2 separate regions of the Mus musculus genome follow, and region 1 is linked to region 2. The links are chromatin contacts, called in public HiChIP or PLAC-seq maps. All regions are on one chromosome and are shown on one strand. Each heading gives the region's core, a stretch centred on a gene start, on an enhancer-like site or on the middle of the called end of the contact. The rest is flanking DNA. Distances are from core to core; before and after follow the strand shown. Region 1 overlaps Tbl1xr1 (transducin (beta)-like 1X-linked receptor 1). Region 2 overlaps Gm31610 (a long non-coding RNA gene).

Region 1 (3,387 bases), core at 536-3,035, 670 kb before region 2:
GTAAACTTCACTAACAGGTTTTTTTTTCATCATGAAAATACTGGCAAAGGAGTTGTATTTTAAAAATAAAATGCTAAGTTTGTATCAGAAACACTGTATCACACACTTACATTGCTGCCCCAGAATCAACCACTTCCTGAACCCAATACTGTGGCTTCACTTCTGCTTTGTACTGAAAGCAAACAGGACTGACGTGGGGACCAGGGACATGCAGAAAGATGAAGGACATTAAAACTGGGGGGTTTTTTGTTTGTTTGTTTTGTTTTGTTTTGTTTTTTTGAGACAGGATTTTTCTGTGTAGTCCTGACTGTCCTGGAACTCACTTTATAGACCAGGCTGGCCTTGAACTCAGAAACCCGCCTGCCTCTGCCTCCTGGGATTAAAGGTGTGCGCCACAGTGGTGGCTTTAAACTAAGCACTTGGGAGGCAGAGGCAGGCGGGTTTCTGAGTTCGAGGCCAGCCTGGTCTACAGAGTGAGTTCCAGGACAGCCAGGGCTACACAGAGAAAACCCTGTCTCAAAAAAGAACCAAAAAACAAAAAAAAAACAAAGACAGAATATGAATGTCTATTCACATCATTTCAAAGACTGCAACATCAGCTTGAAAAGGCTCCCTTAGCCATGAAAATCTGATTGACATCAGTAATAATAAAACCACAAAGCAGTAGCACTGAAACAAATCCTACCTTCTAGAAACCTGGGGAACAAGTCAGTATTTAAAAACCAGTAAAGAAAGAAAAAACAAAGCAAAACAAAACATGCATGCCTCTCCTGTATAAGTCAGGACACAAGAGGCTTTCTTTATAGAAACATTAATGTTTGTGCACACTCATAGAATAATGAATTTGGCATCTAGGCCATGATCAGCAATGAGCATTCTCAACTGTTAGATGCTTCTTCAGGGATGTACTAGTGAAGTACTACTAGTAGTGAAGGACTGGTAAAGCCTTTCTAGGCTTCTATCTACATAATGAGGGGTGAGACCAAGATTAGATCAAACCCTTGGACCTAACTGTTGATTTACAGAAAATACAAGGAAAAGATGAGCGTTTCCCTAAAAAGATACAATTAACAAAGTTGAGTAGGGGAAACTCTACAGACAGTTAGAGAGGGATAATTAAGTAAACTGTGCACAGTAACTAGTCATCTTGTTGCCATTCTATAAAAAAACATAAGAATTTTCAAGAAACTTAAAAGCTATTAAAAAATGTCAACATCTCATACCTATGAGATAACCAACATTTGGATCACAGTATGGAAATTGTCAGAAAAGATAAACAAAAACACCTGCTTGCTACAAAAAGCCTGCTCAGAAATCCAAAAAGAACTTCTTAAAATCTGAAATCAAAATCTCACATAACTCTACCATGAATTAACCAAAACAGAAGCAATCCAAATGCCCACAAAGCAAGACACTAATCAAAGAAAAACATGCATAAGATGGTGTGTTCTTCAGCCTCTGAAAATAAGCAGGGAACAGCATAGGCGTTATGGTGCACATCTTTATTACCATCACTGAAGAGGAGACAAGACAGGTGGATGGATCTTGGTGCGTTCCAGGCCTGCCTGGTCTACATATCAAGCACCAGGCTAGCCAGGCTAAATGAGACCCTGTCTCAAAAAACAGACAAGGCAAATAAGATAGAGGAAATCGTGCTTTGGCTTCAACATGGATGGACTTCCAGACACCATATATAGAAACTAGAAGAGGACAATCAGGCGAGACAAGTATTGTTAGAACGCTGTTTCCAGAAAGGACCTAACCTATACCCAGAGAAAAGGAAATGACAGCGGTGCAGGTCTAGACAGACTTCTAAACGCTCAACCACTGCTGCATTAACAACAGTGAAGACAGCACCTGGTTTGTGGTTTCAAATGTGAATGCAATATGTACTTATATTCCTTCTCACATGAAAAAGTTAATGCCAGTTTAAAGCAGAAGAATGATATTGCAATTATGTAGGAGTATGCAACTTCTAATAGTGAAATATTTAGGAATAAAACTGATGTGTCAATGGCCACACTAATCAGGCAGCAGGGCACATCAGGGCAGAACTTATCAGAAAGAACATCTGTAAGAGGGGCTGTGGGTGGCAGAAGGAGCTATAGCTTTCCTCTCTAATACATGTTTGAAGCAAAAGAGTAAAAATCATCACATGACATGGTCACCAATGAATTCCAGAGAAAAATACAAAATAACTTGCACAGGAAAACTGCCAGTTCCAGTCATGTGAAGTGTATTTTAAGAAGTAAAGCAATATAAGCTCCATGTATGGTCCAGAGAAGGTGGCAAAGGGGTCACCAATCCCCAGTGTTTATATCAACAGTGCTCACTAGGACCAGGCCCTCTCACCAAACACCTGCACATGAAAGTTTCAGAGGAAACCGGGAAATAGTCTCTTCCTTATACTAGAAAGGACTGGCATGCAGGTACCCTGATAGATGAGTGACAAGCGGACAGGAAAAGCGAGTCCCTGGGGAAGGAGGCTTCATGCCCAGGGCAAGACAAGTTTACACACTCTTCCCAGCAGTGCTCGGCTGAAAAGTCACTAGTTTATTTCTGTGATTTTCTATTTAATATCTTCAGATCATTGTTGATGTAGCACAAGTAATAAACCTCAGCAATTATAAATGTGGGGTATGGAGGACTGCCGTTCACTCTACTATTTATTTATCCCCAAACACACAACAGCCAAATAGGAGGAATACAGTTAAAAGGCTCCAGTGGCTGGTAATGGCTGCTGGGGGTGGGATGTCCTTTCTCTTCAGAAGTGTAGCCACTCGAAAGCTGCCTCAACTCCAGCAAATAATCCTACACCCATTCACCAAAATAAACCATGATTAAGCCTATGGTGAATGCATCGGTGCACACACGCCTTCATGCCCAGCACTCAGGAGGCAGAGGCAGGCCGATCTCTCTGAATCTACCGCAACCTAAGCTAACAGGGAGACCCAATCTCAAAAAGAAGAAAAATAGGGGGTCCAGGTGGTACATTCATATGCTAGAGAGAAGGATTATTCCAGAGGGAGTGAGGGGGGAGGGGGTTAGAAGAAGAAAATGAAACAGATGTCACACAGATTGTCAAATAAATTTTTAATTGAAAAAAATTCTAAGACAGGGAGCAAAGGCACCCCAAACATACAATATTAAAGTAGGATAAAATCATTCTGAATTTTAGTTTGTGAAACCACTTAACCTATAGCACAAATAAATCTTGGGAATTTAATACAACACTACTATTGAATTACCACAAGTCACCAAATAGGAAATGTGGTGATTATTACATAACAGCTGAGATTTATTTATAATTCAAAGTCAAAGACTTCTAAACCTTTCTAAAGAGATAAAAGTGTCTTCCCCCCTAAAGTTAACAACTAAATAAAAATG
Region 2 (3,085 bases), core at 246-2,745:
TCCCTCTGCATTGAATTACATGGCTCTACATGGGGTTGTGACTCACAGTTTAAGAAACTAGATCTACTTTGGGCCTGATGGTGCATATCTTTCATCTTAGCACTTGGGAGACAGAGGTAGGCAAATCTCTGAGTTTGAAATCAGCCTGGTCTACACAGTGAGTTCCAGGAAAACTAGAGCTACACAGTGAGACCCTGTCTCAAAAAAAAAAAAACCAAAAACTATGACAAAAAAAGAAACTAGGCCCTAGCAAACAGCTTAAAATTAGAGCAAGATGTGAAAGTAAATTGATAAAGAGAGCCGTGTCTTACCATGGAGGAGTAAGCCTTTCTTACTTGGACTCTGGCATGTACTGTAAGCCAACCCTTGAGGAGCCCATCTCCTCTTCTGTTGCTGAGTTTCTGGGAATGATATTCAGGGCCTTCTCCCTTTTCACCTCTACATCCCTCAGCTTCCAACTTATAAAACTTGTGGGTGAAGCTGGGGGAAGTCTGCCCTACAAATCCTTCTGAGATCTGTGGAGAACAAACAACTCCTAGCACAGAAAAGAATCCTCTTGGAGAATCTTGCATCTCATGAACCCTCAATGCCTCTGGTGCTTGCAGCCTCCACCCTGTCTTTTATGTAACTGGCTCTCCTCTAGCTTGTTTCAGTAGAGACAGCAGGTGGTAGGACCTCCTGGGGGTCAGAGATAACAAGTCCTAAAAAAACTCCATAAAAACCTCCTTTGGAGGACACTTGTAACTTTTTAGTGGCTTTAAGGACTATGTATTTGTTTCACCATTTATTGTTTTACTTGATAAGAGGCGTTTCAGACTAAATTAGCCTCCAGATCTGAAATGTGGATGAAGTCCTCTTCATTCTCCAATTTCTGCTTCCTTCACTGAAGGAAGCTTTGGATTTGTTTTAACTCTATAGCTCAGGTTGGCCTGAAACTTACTATGTAGCCCAGGTTGCCCTTGAACTCCCTAAGAAGCTGGCCTTAAGTTCAAGGTGGTCTTAAGTCCTTCAGCCCCTCAAATGTTGCCATTACACACATGAGCCACGGCCCAGCTCCTCATTACCCTAGATAAGTCCTGCATTGTTCCATGATCCCAGCCTTCTCTCACCGCAGACTGGGAAGCCCTGTGAAAATAGAAATACTGTTGAAGGATGCCATCCTTGTCCAAAGAAAAACAGTGCCTGAACTTAGTGCTATTTATTTCAAAAAATTGTTTGGGACAATTGTCCCTGAGTTGCCTTAGAATAGACACAAACAAGCACAGACTCAAGACATGTTTTCAGCCGACCTCTGAGCCTATCTATTTTAAACAGGTTGAAATTTTGCAAAAGCCATGTTCTTGTTCCAAGAACTCAGTTAGTGCTGAATGGTCTCCAGTTGGCTGGGTGGCCCACTCTTTTAATGGTGTTGAAGATACCAATAATAGATGTTCCTCTTCATGCAAACTGACTCATTTTGTCAGGTGCCAGACTGAAGTTTCACTTCCAGAAGAGCCAGCAAATGAGTCTGGCTATCTGGCAGCTGAGCTTGGTGGCAACTTCTGTCCTCTCTTTCAGACACTGGCCTGAAAAGTGGAGCACTGTGGAACATCCTTACAGTCTTCTGCGTTTTCACTTTATTTGTCCTCATAGCTATAGACATGGACCATGAGTGTGGTTTTTAACAGTGGTCTTTTCTGTCCTTACAAATATCAGAAGAGATGTGTGTTAGATTCCTTCTACAGATGACGGATCTGCAGTTCCAAGAACTCCAACTGGAAAAATGAAGATTTCAGAAATTATCTTCATTTCATTGTATTGTACAAGACATACATAATCAGAGCCCTACTGGAAACATTACCCTGAGTGTTCCTAAAATATAGCAATCCTGCCTCCCATCCATTTACCCCTGGCATGGCTTTAGTCTCAAGGGTGTGACAAATCATACTCTTCTCTGAAGGGCCTTGTTCAGCACTCATTGTCTAACTCACCCTCTATTCTTTTCCTTTTCACCTGAAGTGATAGACTGTACCACTGAGAGATGAGTGGACAAGACACAACTAACATCTGTCCTTAAGCCCCAGTAATTCCCAATCTACAAACTCTGGTAGATGAAGTCACGTGGTACTTGCCCAATGAGGTACATGGGATAAAGTCCGAATGTAAACATTTTTATTTTCAATGTTCAGCTACCTTTAATGACCCCCATCCCCCTTGAAGGGTAGGTGCAGGCAGCTAGGCATGTGTTGCCGCAGTAAGCCTCCAGGGGGTAAACCTTCCCTTTAAGCAGAACTTTCAGGAATTGGAGGAACTGCCGAAGGAAGGGAGAAATAGTGGAAGACCTAGATTCTAATTAACTTCTCATCTAATTAACTGTGCCACCGTTCCTCTGTGGATACGATGGAGACTCAAAGATAAAAGGGCTGAGCTGAGGATGGCAGTGGATCAGCAAGTTCACAGGATCACCTTCATTCCTGAGAGTTTTAAAGAGAAAAATAGTTATCACAGGAACATGATTTAGTATTTGTGAAAGGAAACTGTGGCCTTTGTTCAGGTCAGTTGGGTGTATTTGCTCTCCACAACAACAAAGAGTGTTCTCATAGATCTGTCCACCCTTTCTCATTATCAGCAAGACCCTGTTCTGAGGTGCTTGGTGCCTCACCACTGGGTGGGCAAAGAGGATCCAGGATCATCAGTACAGTGAGTGGTTTTCTTGGTTGTTTTCTATCATCACTAATGGCTGTTCCTTGCCCAAAACAGGGCTTCAGCCTGACTTTCGTTTCTTCCAGGTCTTTCAGTTTATGGATTCTGCAGCTGAGTGATTAGCTTATCCTTTTTCCCAATGTTTTCTTCCACCATAGTGAAATTCTGCTCCAGAGAGTCTACATTTTGAGATAGTGATACATTCTCTTGAAGTTCTCATTCTGGTGTATTTTCTTACTCTCCTCTTAACCTACACCCCCATGTTTTAAATTCTAGGACACAGAGCTGGTTCAGCCTGCAGTTCATTCTTTCACTTATGTCTCCTCCCATTCCTTCTCCTGGTATAGTTTTACATCCCACAAAATACCATTACCCAGACAAGCTATAGAGGAAAGAGTTTATT

What was found. HiChIP or PLAC-seq counts read pairs in DNA pulled down with a chosen protein or histone mark.
Region 1: an H3K27ac HiChIP or PLAC-seq map of microglia shows a contact between it and region 2, with 6 times the contacts expected there. The contact joins two enhancer-like sites. A contact is called at or near these places in 2 of 484 Hi-C or Micro-C datasets (beige adipocytes and myocytes), 2 of 115 datasets of contacts at active chromatin or transcription factors (embryonic stem cells and microglia) and 1 of 9 other capture datasets (embryonic stem cells).

What each region holds. Positions count from the first base shown.
Region 1 is chr3:22,149,744-22,153,130 of GRCm38.p6, reverse strand. All of the region lies in intron 2 of Tbl1xr1 (transducin (beta)-like 1X-linked receptor 1), which reads right to left. Among named protein-coding and RNA genes, the nearest start is that of Tbl1xr1, 75 kb to the right of the region's middle. Within about 2 kb of position 1,785, at least 45 of the 459 cell types and tissues checked have an H3K27ac peak or open chromatin away from gene starts, as enhancers often do. A contact at or near this core is called in microglia, where this site is marked.
Region 2 is chr3:21,482,606-21,485,690 of GRCm38.p6, reverse strand. All of the region lies in intron 1 of Gm31610 (a long non-coding RNA gene), which reads left to right. Among named protein-coding and RNA genes, the nearest start is that of Gm31610, 5.5 kb to the left of the region's middle. Within about 2 kb of position 1,495, at least 10 of the 459 cell types and tissues checked have an H3K27ac peak or open chromatin away from gene starts, as enhancers often do. A contact at or near this core is called in microglia, where this site is marked.